Regions from separate parts of the Sus scrofa genome. Here region 2 is linked to region 1. A link is a contact called in public HiChIP or PLAC-seq data. All regions are on one chromosome and are shown on one strand. Each heading gives the region's core, a stretch centred on a gene start, on an enhancer-like site or on the middle of the called end of the contact. The rest is flanking DNA. Distances are from core to core; before and after follow the strand shown.

The links. HiChIP or PLAC-seq counts read pairs in DNA pulled down with a chosen protein or histone mark.
Region 2: a contact with region 1 is called in an H3K27ac HiChIP or PLAC-seq map of skeletal muscle. The contact joins two enhancer-like sites. A contact is called at or near these places in 2 of 47 Hi-C or Micro-C datasets (both in skeletal muscle) and 1 of 2 datasets of contacts at active chromatin or transcription factors (skeletal muscle).

What each region holds. Positions count from the first base shown.
Region 1 is chr13:180,542,195-180,548,909 of Sscrofa11.1, reverse strand. It overlaps the pseudogene LOC110256265. Among named protein-coding and RNA genes, the nearest start is that of USP25, 25 kb to the left of the region's middle. Within about 2 kb of position 3,594, at least 1 of the 83 cell types and tissues checked has an H3K27ac peak or open chromatin away from gene starts, as enhancers often do. A contact at or near this core is called in skeletal muscle, where this site is marked.
Region 2 is chr13:180,698,293-180,704,173 of Sscrofa11.1, reverse strand. It overlaps USP25 (ubiquitin carboxyl-terminal hydrolase 25), which reads right to left. Exons shown (of 24, transcript XM_021070825.1): 21 at 4,424-4,503; 22 at 122-245. Among named protein-coding and RNA genes, the nearest start is that of USP25, 130 kb to the right of the region's middle. Within about 2 kb of position 1,558, at least 5 of the 83 cell types and tissues checked have an H3K27ac peak or open chromatin away from gene starts, as enhancers often do. A contact at or near this core is called in skeletal muscle, where this site is marked.

The sequences.
Region 1 (6,715 bases), core at 2,345-4,844:
GCTGCTCCTGCGGCATATGGAGTTTCCCAGGCTAGGGGTCGAATCAGAGCTGTAGCTGCTGGCCTACGCCAGAGCCACAGCAACACGGGATTCGAGCCACATCTGTGACCTACACCACAGCTCACGGCAACGCCGGATCCTTAACCCCCTGAGCAAGGCCAGGGATTGAACCCGCAACATCATGGTTTCTAGTTGGATTTGTTAACCACTGTGCCACGACAGGAACTCCGCTTCAATATTTTACAATGCGTTTTCAAGTTGAAAAATTGGTTTTGTTTAGGAACATAAGCCCCATGTGCATCTAAGTATTAAGCAATGTATGAGAATAATAAACACCAAATTTAGGGTGACGATCAGTTCTGCAGAGGTTGGGACAGTTAAGATTAGGAGAGGGAGTCCAGGGATTTCAACTGTGTTAATAATGTTTAATATGTAAGCTGGGTAACAGGATCATGAATTTAAGTTTACAGATAGTTAAGAAATACAAAACAACAACAACAACAACAACAAAAACAACTATTTAAGAAGGGCTTTATTTATGTATTTATTTATTTTGTCTTTTTGCCATTTCTTGAGCCGCTCATGCCGCATATGGAGGTTCCCAGGCTAGGGGTCTAATCGGAGCTGTAGCCACCGGCCTACACCAGAGCCACAGCAACGCAGGATCCGAGCTGCGTCTGCAACCTACACCACAGCTCGCGGCAATGCCAGATCCTTAACCCACTGAGCAAGGGCAGGGATTGAACCCGCAACCTCATGGTTCCTAGTCGGATTTGTTAACCACTGCGCCATGATGGGAACTCCTAAGAAGGGCTTTGTAATGACATCACGCTGAAATTCAAGTTTTTAAGATCTTCTCAATTTGAGCTGCCTTTGTTTGCTGTCTCATCTTACTTTCCACAATTCCTTGCAGTAATCTCTTCTGGGCCTGTTTCCTCTCATATGGCTCAAAGGGTCATTGAAAGTGTATTTCTTTGGCTTCCTTCAGTATTATTGTCCGCCTGCTAGGAATGCATCTCGACTCAGTCAGTTATTTCTCTCCAAATGTTTACAGCCTTTTAATCTCAGAAAGATTTGTGGCTAATTTCTCTGTTGGATATAAATTCCTCACCCTCTGAAATCTCATGAGTGCTCTGTGTGTGTGTGTGTGTGACATTCTTATCTATCATTTTCAAATTTATTTGCACAATATATTTCTCACTATATAGTTCAGTCATTTAATCCTGGTGGCACATTAAAATTATCTGAGAAGCTCTGTAGAAATATATGCCTGGGCTTCAACTCCAGCCTGAATGATACAATTTTAAAAGCGTCCAAGGTGACTCTAATACCACAGTTCTAGCTTGCTCATGTCTTGAAGACGGGAGCCACCTCTTCTTAGCCATCTTTACACTAGCACAGAATTTCACATATGAGTCCATGATGTGACTAAAAGCTTAAAGACCAGTTTCATTCAACAAAACCAGGAAAAGCTAATAATCTTAAGAAAATGAGGCACTATTCTTCTGAAATTACAATATATTTAAAAGTCTATTTAGTATAACTTGACCTTCAATAGTTCAGTGTCATGAATATTTGGAAGCAAGTTACCTGAATGTGCAAACATGAACAGCTGGACTGAAATCGAACACTGACAGAGTGACGTTAAATACTGGAGTCCAAGGAGGCAAGGCCATAAATAAGAGCTTTTAGTTCCAATGTTTGACAACTGATCCTTAATGCCAGAAAGGATCACAGTAGCAGTAGGCATAGAGTATAAAAAGTACAGTGTAAAGAGTGTAGGACATTTAGTATAAGAATGACAGTGCAAATATGTTAAAAAAGAATCGGTCAGAATAATATGCAATAGTGGGAAAATCATGTTCCACTTCTCCAAATTAAATCACAAATATGTGTAACTTGGGTGCTGCATTGCTTGTTAGAAGCAAATAGTATTTTAATGCCTAAGGGTTTTTAATCTGTTAGTTGTGTCAAAATGATATGGGTTTTTTTTGCAATAGTCTTGACAGAAAGAGTTAGATAATTATGTATATCACTGGCATACCATCAGAAAGGAGAATGTATTTTAACCCAACTTTTCAGAAGGAAATGAAAAGATATGCTAAATACCTCTTTTTTTTTTTTTTTTTTTTTTTTGCTTTTTAGGGCCACACATCTAGCATATGGAGGTTCCCAGGCTAGGGTTTGAATTGGAGCTACAGCTGCCAGCCTACACTACAGCCATAGCAACACAGGATCTGAGCTGTGTCTGCAACCTACGCCACAGCTCATGGCCATACCAGATCCCTGACCCACTGAGTGAGGCCAGGGATTGAACCCGCATCCTCATGGACACTAGTCAGATTCGTTTCTGCTGCACCACAATGGGAAATCCCCTAAATAACTTTTAATGTCTCTTTCAACCCTTGGATTCTCTGAACTATTTGTATCCATCTGTCTTCAAGCTCACCGATTCTTTCCTTGGCCGTGTCATACATACTGCTGAGCCCATGGAAAGCATTCTTCATTTATGTTACAATTTTTTTTTTAACTTCTCATATTTCCTTTTGATTCTTTCCTAGATTTTCCATCTCTCTACTTACATCACCCCTCTGTCCTCTTTTTCCATTAGGACCTTTACTGTATTAATCATAGCATTTTGTTTCATTCAAAAAAATTCTTTACAAACTGTTTATTTTCCATCCATCTTATTTCCATTTTCAGTTTAAGAGCCTATGGACAAATGGCTTAAGACCACTCAAGTCTTGCTCCTACGCATTCAGGGGCCTGAGAAGTGGAAGCTGCAGTCGAGTCTTCAGTAGAAAACTACTGAAAAGGTACAGAGGGCACCTCTATTCCTTCAAACCAGGTTGCGACCTCAGATTGAGTAGCAGTGAACTCAGGAGCTGGAGTAGTGCATTCACTCTGAAATTCCTCCTTGTTCAGAGCCTTTCCAACAGTGCCCTGTATTTCCTTTTCAATCACTTTAGGATTTCTGTAGAAGTAGATAGGGAGCAGGCATGACCTTCCATGGGTGTTCCTGGGAGATGGTGCCATGCACTCGCAGAATTGCCAGGGCCAGCATCCATTACATCAGACTGGTTGAGTGAGCTCCCTTGTTGTTGCCTGGATGACAGCATCCACATAGCACAGAGGAGCATCACAGAGCAAAGGTAGGCAGGAGGTGCCTCTGTGAGAGGCTGGTGGTCAACCCTGGGATCAGTCACCACCAGATGTCTCAGCTCCGGGAATGCTGCCTGGATTTGGTTCCAAGTTCCAGGAGTGAAGCAGCCAGCAGTAGGAGTGGCTCCAGTGACAGCAGCAAACTTGAGGTCAGCTCACCGGCCAGTATTCCTGGAGGATCTAACACTGACATCAGCTGGGTTTTCAAAGGCAACAATGGTACCAGCTGCCAGCAGAAGCTTCTCTCAGGTTTCCTTCAGATTTATGATATAGATGCATCTTGTGACATACTGTTCCATGTGGAAGCCAAGGTTGGTACCACCGAAATGGGTTCCTGATGCAAAGAATTTGAGGATTTCAAGGTCTCTGGACATTGTGAAAATTTCCCTCTCAGTTACAAGAGAAACTCCGCCCTCTCTGGGTAGTGTAGAAAGGCTCATCAGAGTTATTTTCAATCCCCTGTCTGTGCATCCCCAAATCTGTGTTATATCTAAGTCTGGTTCTAAATCTTTCTCTGTTACTTTCAGACTATGTTTGTTCCTGCCTTTGCCAGCCCTTGTAATTTTGTAGTGAAAGGTGAATATGATATGTATGAATAATTAGAACTGAGATAAACAGGACTGCAATGTGAGGATTTATGTTAATTTTTGCTCTAGCAATAGAGTCTACAGGATTCAAATTTGTTTTTGCCCTTGACATTGGGCTTCCCTGAGTATGTCTCCTCAGAGAGCGTCTGCTTCTTACAGGATTCAGAAGTGTAATCCACTGTTTTGCTGGAGCCCTGTTGGTGTGGTGGTTTGGTGTGGGTGAAGGAGCACATCTACGATCCTTCAATTAAATCTCAGTGTCCTTTTCCTTGGACTGTGACCTTTACAGGTGTTTCTAGATGGTACAGCTTCTCCTACCCACTGCTCTGTACTCCCTTTTCTGGCTGCACTGCAGCCATCCCAATCTATTTCCATGAACCTCTGATCCTTGTTGACAATGTTGTTTTGTTTGCTTGTTTTCGTTCTTTAGGGGAAACGGGGAGTTCCCATCGTGGCTCAGTGGTTAGTGAATCCGACTAGGAACCGTGAGGTTGTGGGTTTGATCCTTGGCCTTGCTCAGTGGGTTAAGGATCCGGCGTTGCCGTGAGCTGTGGTATGGGTTGCAGACGTGGCTGGGATCCCGCCTTGCTAGGGCTCCGGCATAGGCTGGTGGCTACAGCTCCGATTAGACCCCTAGCCTGGGAATCTCCATATGCTGAAGGAGTGGCCCTAGAAATGGCAAAAGGACAAAAAAAAAAAAAAAAAAAAAAAGGAGGGGGGACAGGAAGCCCACAGGGGGTGGAGTGGAAGGACTTCTCTTCCACCAGCTGGGAAAAGGCTCTGAAAAATCCTTTCCCCAGGAGTTTTAAGCATAATAATCCTCATTATATTCAAAACTGTTGGTTTATTTCACAATGATTATTCTTCCTTCCCCCACCAGAGCCACAGGGCTCTTTCTTGGATCTTCACAGTAAGAACCTAGTAGAGGTACCAGACTCAGAGCCCATGAAAATGTGGGGCCCTTTCCAGACAGCAGCCGTAGAAGTTCCTCAGTTTTATCTTACTCCACGATCTGCTTCCAGCCATTCACCAAAATTACCCTTTCAGTGTTCCTACGAGTTTATGGCTCCAGAAGCTTCTGTTCAAGGTCAGCAAGTCTCACCTGTGTCTCTCTAGATGAACTTGTCTCTTCAGATTTCTGCCTGGCAATTTGCCCAGTGACTTCAGGTCTCTGACAGGTTCAAGAATCACCACGGATTTTCAGTTGGTCCAGTTTTTTCTGTTACACTATTGTAAAGACAGCAGTGACAACTTCCAAATCCTTTACCTGTCAAAGATGAACCCAGAAGCCTGTTATTTCTAATTGTATATTTCTAAACTTGTAAGCACACATAATAATAGTTAATTGCGAGATATAAAAATATTCTACTGGAACTAAATATCTTATTGAAGTATATTTTAAAACTTAAAAGAAATTAAAAGCTGTCCGGGTTTAATCTGAGTTGAAGCTTAATGTTTTAGTTTTTGTCAATTTTCACTGTTGAAACAGCGAACATTGTTTTTAGTTATTTATGAAACAGTTTCCTTTCAATTAATAAACATAACAATAGCAATCACTGCCATTTCATACAATCTTCCTCAGAGGTTACATTATTTATACTCCCATTAATCAAGAGTAATATTTGTATTTATTTTGTTCTGTCAGTTTATTTTGAGCATTAATATATTTATTTAAATAACTCATGGTATCTGGAAACTTTGTTCAAGCTCAGCATTTCACTGTACATTTATGAAACTTCTTATTCTGGCTTCTTAACCTAAAATACTTTTTGTATCAGATTTAGTGCCACAATCTCAGGATTATTTTGATTATTGAAACTTTTCTGGAATAAAGGGAAAGTATTGTTACTTGGATGGGCTTTAAATATGGCACCTTGATGTATTGAATATTTTAAGTTGAAGGAATTTGAGAAATGGAAGGTGCTGGAAGGACTCTCTGCCCTTCTCTGAGGCAGGTCATAAGACCCCGAAGTGAGAGGTGCCCTCTTGCTACCAGGAGGAAAGCAGCATCCTCATCTCTGAATGTGAATGAACAGATCCTGTTAACTTTCCTCCTGTTCACCTCACTTACCTCAGACCCTTTTTATCCTGTCACATTTTCCCATGATTTGTCATTCTTCAACAAACTCACCATAAAAACAGTGCTTCTTCATGCAGTTCTCATTGTGGCTCAGCCAGTTAAGAACCTAACCTAACATGAGGATGCAGGTTCGATCCCTGGCCTCACTCAGTGGGTTAAGGATCCAGCATTGCTTCAAGCTGCAGTGTAGGTCACAGATGCGGCTTGGATCTGGTGTTGCTGTGGCTGTGGCACAGGCCGGCAGCTGCTGCTCCAATTGAATGCTTAGCTTGTGAATTTCCATATGCCACAGGTGTGGCTGTAAAAAGAAAATGACAACAATAAACACTGCTTCTTTGGGTCTTCACTTCCTTATGAAGGTGCCTATGTTATATAAAACTTAGGTTAAATAACTTTTTATGCTTTTTAAAATAATTAATATGTCAAGAACCTGGATGGAAGGGTAGAAGGAAAATGATATATTTTTCTTTCAGACATTACAAATAAAGTTTTATTTTTGTCTTTTGGTTTTGGTTAATATGAGAGAGTCACTGACAGATGCTACAACAAGCCACCAACATTATCCAAGTTTAAATGATTGTTATTTTGGTATAGTATCATGAAGGATTTCCTCATTGAGTGGCTCTATGATAATCTGATATCTTATCTCATATGTCAGGCCAATTGTGGGTCAGAGATGGGACACTTTTTTTTTTTTTTTTTTTTTGTTTTTTGCTATTTCTTGGGCCGCTCCCGCGGCATATGGAGGTTCCCAGGCTAGGGGTCTAATCGGAGCTGTAGCTACTGACCTACGCCAGAGCCACAGCAACGTGGGATCCGAGCCGCGTCTGCAACCTACACCACAGCTCATGGCAACGCCGGATCATTAACCCACTGAGCAAGGGCA
Region 2 (5,881 bases), core at 309-2,808, 160 kb before region 1:
CCCAGATTACAGACATCCTCCTGACGCTTCCCCATTAGAATTTATAGTCAGTCACTTATACTTGAGCTTAGAAAACTGCTCAATATAAGACAAAATGAAAGCAAACACACATTCTACTTACGAGCAAACATTCTCTTCTATAATGTGATATCAGTTCTTCATCATGTCCTCTGTGCGGGCCTTTGGACAAGAGTTCTTTGTTATTCTGATAAGCACAGATAAGGAACAGCAAGGAATCTATATAACTTAAAAATTTAAAAAATGTATAGCATTAGAATTTTATCTCTGAAAAAAAAGTCAACTACGATTATACAACACTTTAAGTATACATTTAAATTTTGATCATCCATCCAGAACATTACAATAAAAAAATAGCTGATGATGTACTATATGCCTGAGAGGTTTTTTTTTTTTTTTTTTTTTTTTTTCCTGCAACAGCCACATCTGATACCAGTAATGTCTTAAAAGTAAAACAAACATACAAAACACCACCAGAACAAAAAATAGAGCTAGTAATTAAGAAAAGTCTGGGAGAAAAAGGCCATAATTGATGATTCGGAGTTCCTTCTTGATTCTTCGGTATTTATTTTCATTTATACTCAAAATTAACACTGATGTGAAAATCAACAATCTTTTTTTTAACAACATAATGCAGTTTTTGTTTGAGGGAAGATCAGATTACTTTGTTTCTTTATCACAAACATCATTTGGTCTGGTTCATTCAGTGACTACTTTTTAGTCAGGTTTTGTTTTTGTTTTTGTTTTTTTTCTATGCAAGGGCACAGTTGTAGTCGTTGAGAAAAATGTAACACAGAGGAGAACATTCAAAGCAAATGGTGGAAGGAGAGAGAGTAAAAAATGCTTCTAAATCTGGGAAATCTAGTGGGATCCAAACAAACAAAACACCAAATTAAAGGCATGCAAGGGCCTGCCTTTGTTTTATATTTAATATATTGGTATGTTACGAATATATGTTTATGACCTTCCAACTAGGTTTTAAAAAGGGAAGAGGAGGAAAATGTTTGTGTATTACATTTGTCTCTAAAATGATTATTCTTCTCCTAACATGCCATGGGGGAAAAAAATATATATATACACACACAGCTATATATTTGCATAACTAAATATGAAAGATATTTTAAGCTTTCTCCTATGTGTCAGTTTTTCAATCATAATACATCTTCTCACAGATTCAGAAAAATGCAACATCCTAAAAAGTGAAATACTGTACAGAAACAATATTCTAAAACTCTAAGTTACACTGCAAAAAAAGTGTTACTGTTTACTACTTAATTTCAGGTGCTCAGATACAAGTCAATTCCATGGTTCAAATGTTAAATGTACAACCATGTGGGAATTAATGTACATATTCATGACAAATCAAACTACATGTGAGTGAAACTATTTCATAAAAAGTAAGTTCTCTTTTCTTATGGCCACATCTGAGTCATATGGAAATTCCTGGGCTAAGGGTTGATTTGGAGGGTAGCTTAGGCCTAGACCACAGCCACAGCAAAAAAGGATCCAAGCTGCATCTGCTACCTACACTACAATTTATGGCAACACCAGATTCTTAACCCACTGAGTGAGGCCAGGGTTCAAACCTGAATCCTACCTGAATCCTCATAGAGACAAAGTCAGGTCCTTAACCCCCTGAGCCACAATGTGAACTTCAAAAATAAGTCCTTTAAAACATTTTTTTTGAAAATGGTTTTTCCCAGGAATTTGTTTTTGAGGAAATTTAGGATATGAACTTTTATTTTGAAATACTGTGGGTATAAGCTCAGCTTAAGCTTTTTTTATTGTTTAGAAAGTGATAATAATATTAAATGTTGTTTTACGCCACTAAATTGAGTTAGTTTGCTGGCACATCTACCTTATCTCTTACAGCTATTTAAGCTTCCTATTAAAAGGTCTTCCCCGAATGACATCCATATCTGGCTTTCTAGTCCTGACTCATCTCTCTGAGAATAGCTCTGAAACCATGACCTTGTTCCAATCTTCTAGTTAGGCATACAAAATGTTCCACATTTTATCAACCTTTAAAGTGCCTATAAACATATTTTTAAGTAAATGAGAATAAAATTCAGCAGTATAGTTACCAAATTCTTTTTTAAGATAAAACAAGACCATGTAGCCTGATGGATTCTCTTTCTCTTCAACTTTTACTACTGTAAAATTATGGTTTCTAAAAACATGGTTTTATTTCACTACTCACAGAAGTAATGATGGCCTGTCAATAAATATTCCATTCATAGCTTTCAAGTGTTATATTTCCTTTCTTTTTTTTTTTTTTTTTTTTTTTTGTGAGCCACTCCCGTGGCATATGGAGGTTCCCAGGCTAGGGGTTGAATCGGAGCTGTAGTCACCGGCCTACGCCAGGGCAACAGCAACGCAGGATCCGAGCCGTGTCTGCAACCCATACCACAGCTCACGGCAACGCCAGATCTTTAACCCACTGAGCAAGGCCAGGGATCGAACCCACAACGTCATGGTTCCTAGTCGGATTCGTTAACCACTGCACCACGACAGAATGAAAGTGTTATATTTTCATTAAAAATAAGTCTGATAGAACCTTTTGGCAATGTTTTATATACTGCTAGCTATGGTAACCGCTGTATTTAAAGTGGTAAAATTAACATTTCTTTTTATAATATTCCATAAATATTGTCACCATTACTAATTTCCTAGTTGATCTTTCAAATTTAGTAAACATTTGCTACTCTAATATTCCCTTTATCACAAGAATACATTTAAGAATAAACAAATTATGAAATATAAACATACTTCCACATTATATTTAAAATCCTTTAACAAATGTTAACTCAGAAAAGCTTAGAGAAAATATGCAGCATGAGAATGAGTTTCACCTTTTTAATTCTTATTGAGATTATGAATACATTTTATCCTTTCTGATTTCATTAAATTATACAAGAATACAGAGGTCCCTATTTTAATTTTTCTCTCCCTTAATTAGTTGTGTGACCATAACAAAGTTATTGCATCATTGTGGATCAGTTTTTTTATCAATAAAGTATAAATGCCTTTTAGACGCTCTATTCAATTGTAAAACCATATTAACATTTTTCTCAGAAAACTGAATCTCCAAAATCCAAAAGCATATTTGAATAGTCTTATTAAAGAAATAAAACTTTGACCAAAATATTAATTTATAAAACAGAGCTATTGATCAAAATGGTTTTCCACTTCAGAGACCAAAGTGAATTATCTTATAAATTATATGACTAGGACTTCGATTATTTGTGTCCAAGTATTAACATTATTTTTTACTTTTGTGTGTTAATTTTTAAGATTTTGATAAGTGTAAAAATGATGACACTGTGCAATGTCCAACAGAACTTTCTGCAATAATGGAAGTGGTACATCTGTGCTGGCCAAAAGAGTAGCCACTAGCCACAGGTGGCTAGTGAACATTTGAAATGTGGCTAGTGACTGAGGAACTGAATTTTTAGACTGAAATTTTAAATTAATTTCAATTTAAATTGTCACATGTGGCTCGCAGCTCGCGGCCACCATGCTGGACGGTAATAGCTGACGCTGCCATTTAAAAAAAAAAAATAGCATTATTACCTCAATGCAAGTTTCTTATACTTTACACTATAAAAAAGAAAAGAAAAAAAAAGAAACACCCCTTTTACTTGGCTGCAATATTATGGTATATTTAAAAAAAATAAAATATAGCACTTAAAAATTCACTGGTCAAGTAAATTAAAGTTAAAGCATGTAAATTAAGCAATATGTGGTTAATAAGTAAATGCATATCAGTGAATAATTTATAATGGTCAACAAGTCAATATCCTTTCTTCTCAATAACAATAATTATAATTGAATAAGCAGAGATCCCTTTAAAATCATCTGTAATTGGTAGGAAAAGTAATCTAGAATATTTGTAGTCACAGTATTTAGAAGACAAGTGTTCAGTTTTCTACAGGTATATTTTTTTATAGTACCTGAAGTTCAGAACAAAGAGACAGATTAGAAACACAATCTATAATCTGAAGTCAAGATTAAACTCAGAAAGAATAGGAAAAAGTCTAATGACTAGAAGGCGGAGGCTGGAGAATGAATCAAAGGATTCCATTTGCTGGACTACCAGTATCTTGGTCCCCAGCAAACTTCTAGGCTTCAATCTAATTCTAACTGCAGTGTTTGAGTTGATAAAAATAATGACAATAATGCCAACTTTACAGGTTTAATTTAAAATGGAAATATACTGTACGTGGGGTACACAGGCACTCTGTATTAACTTTGCAATTTCTCTGTAAATCTAAGACTTTTAAAATAAAAAGTTTAGTGAAAATACATATTGCAAATAAACCCTTTCTATAGATGAGATCACATCTGAATAGAATTTAGTACAAATATTAGGCTTTCCTTTTCATGCGTGTCCATTGTGCCTTACCTTTCTCTTTGAAAATTTTCCAGCCCAATTATGAGATACATGGTTGTTTCCCTAAATTTCCTATAATCCTGATGCCACTCCTGTAGGTGAAAGAAAATATTGTAAGATATAAAACTACAATGAAAACTGCTTATAAATACATTGTTCTGACAACTATTTAAAATAGAAGCAAAGAGTTTGAAATTAAAGATTAAACTAGATCAGATCAAGACTTTAACTTTGGACATACAAAACTACTTATAAGTATAGTAACAAACATAAAAAGTACTAGACATTGATAAGAAATTAAATAAATGGTTTCATTTGAAGATAACAGAAATACAAAGGCAGGATAATCAGAGTTTTCTCTCAAAAATTCTTCAATGTGAAAGTTTATTGTTAAGATAGTATTATAGATCACTGGGGTACAAAATATCTTTTTAAGTTAAGTATTTTAATTTTTTTCCGGCTATCTACCCAGGAGTAGAACTGCTGAATTATATAGTAGTTCTATTTTCATATTTTTGAGAAATTTCCATACTTTATCAGTGGAAGAGGGAAAGGCAAAGGGGCACAATAGGGGTACAAGATTAGCAAATATAACCTACTAGGTTTAAAGTAGGCAATAAGGATATACTGTATAGCACAGGGAATTATATTCACTATCTTATAATAACTGTTAATGAAGTATATAATGTGTAAACACACTGAATCACTATGCTGTACACCTGAAACTAACATATTGTAAAGCAACAATATTTCAAATTAAAAAATATTATTATAGATCTATATCCCACTGAAGGTGGAAGGTAAATGAAGCTAATTACTCTAAGATGAAGCAAAGCTTGAAGACTGTTATTTGAAGTAGAATTTTAAGGAACTGTAAGAAAAATAAACATGTAATATCATAATAAACTTATTTAATCCTTTAATTTTTCCATTTTTGTACTGCATTCTAAATGTGCATTTTACATTTCATAGCCCCTCTCTCCAAATGGATGCATTTCACAGCTCCCCTAAAAACCTCCTACAAATACTGGGTGTGTAATACGACTACAATTCAAAATTGACAACCTATAACTCTAGGAAGCAATTAAAAATAAGGATTTTTTCCTTAACTTTCTTAATAAAAACCAAATCAGGGAAAACCATAAAATTCAAAACAGGACTAACCTAAAAGACACAGTGGTGATAAAAGTGTGAAAGCTTTTTAAATACATTAGTATAAGCAAATGAAAGAAAGAAACATATAGACCAGTTATTGGCCAACTATATTCTCCTTGAATATAAATCATTTTAATTTTTAATTTTAAAAGGCATAATTTTCTTACCTTTAGATCTTAATAACAAAATTGGTCTTGCAAATATAAAGTTAGCTTTCCTGACGAAAGTATTTAAATTGCCAATCTATAGTCACTAGAATTGCCTTAGAAGTTGTAAGTAAATTTTCATTTTAAAAGGCTGGATAGTCAATGTTTT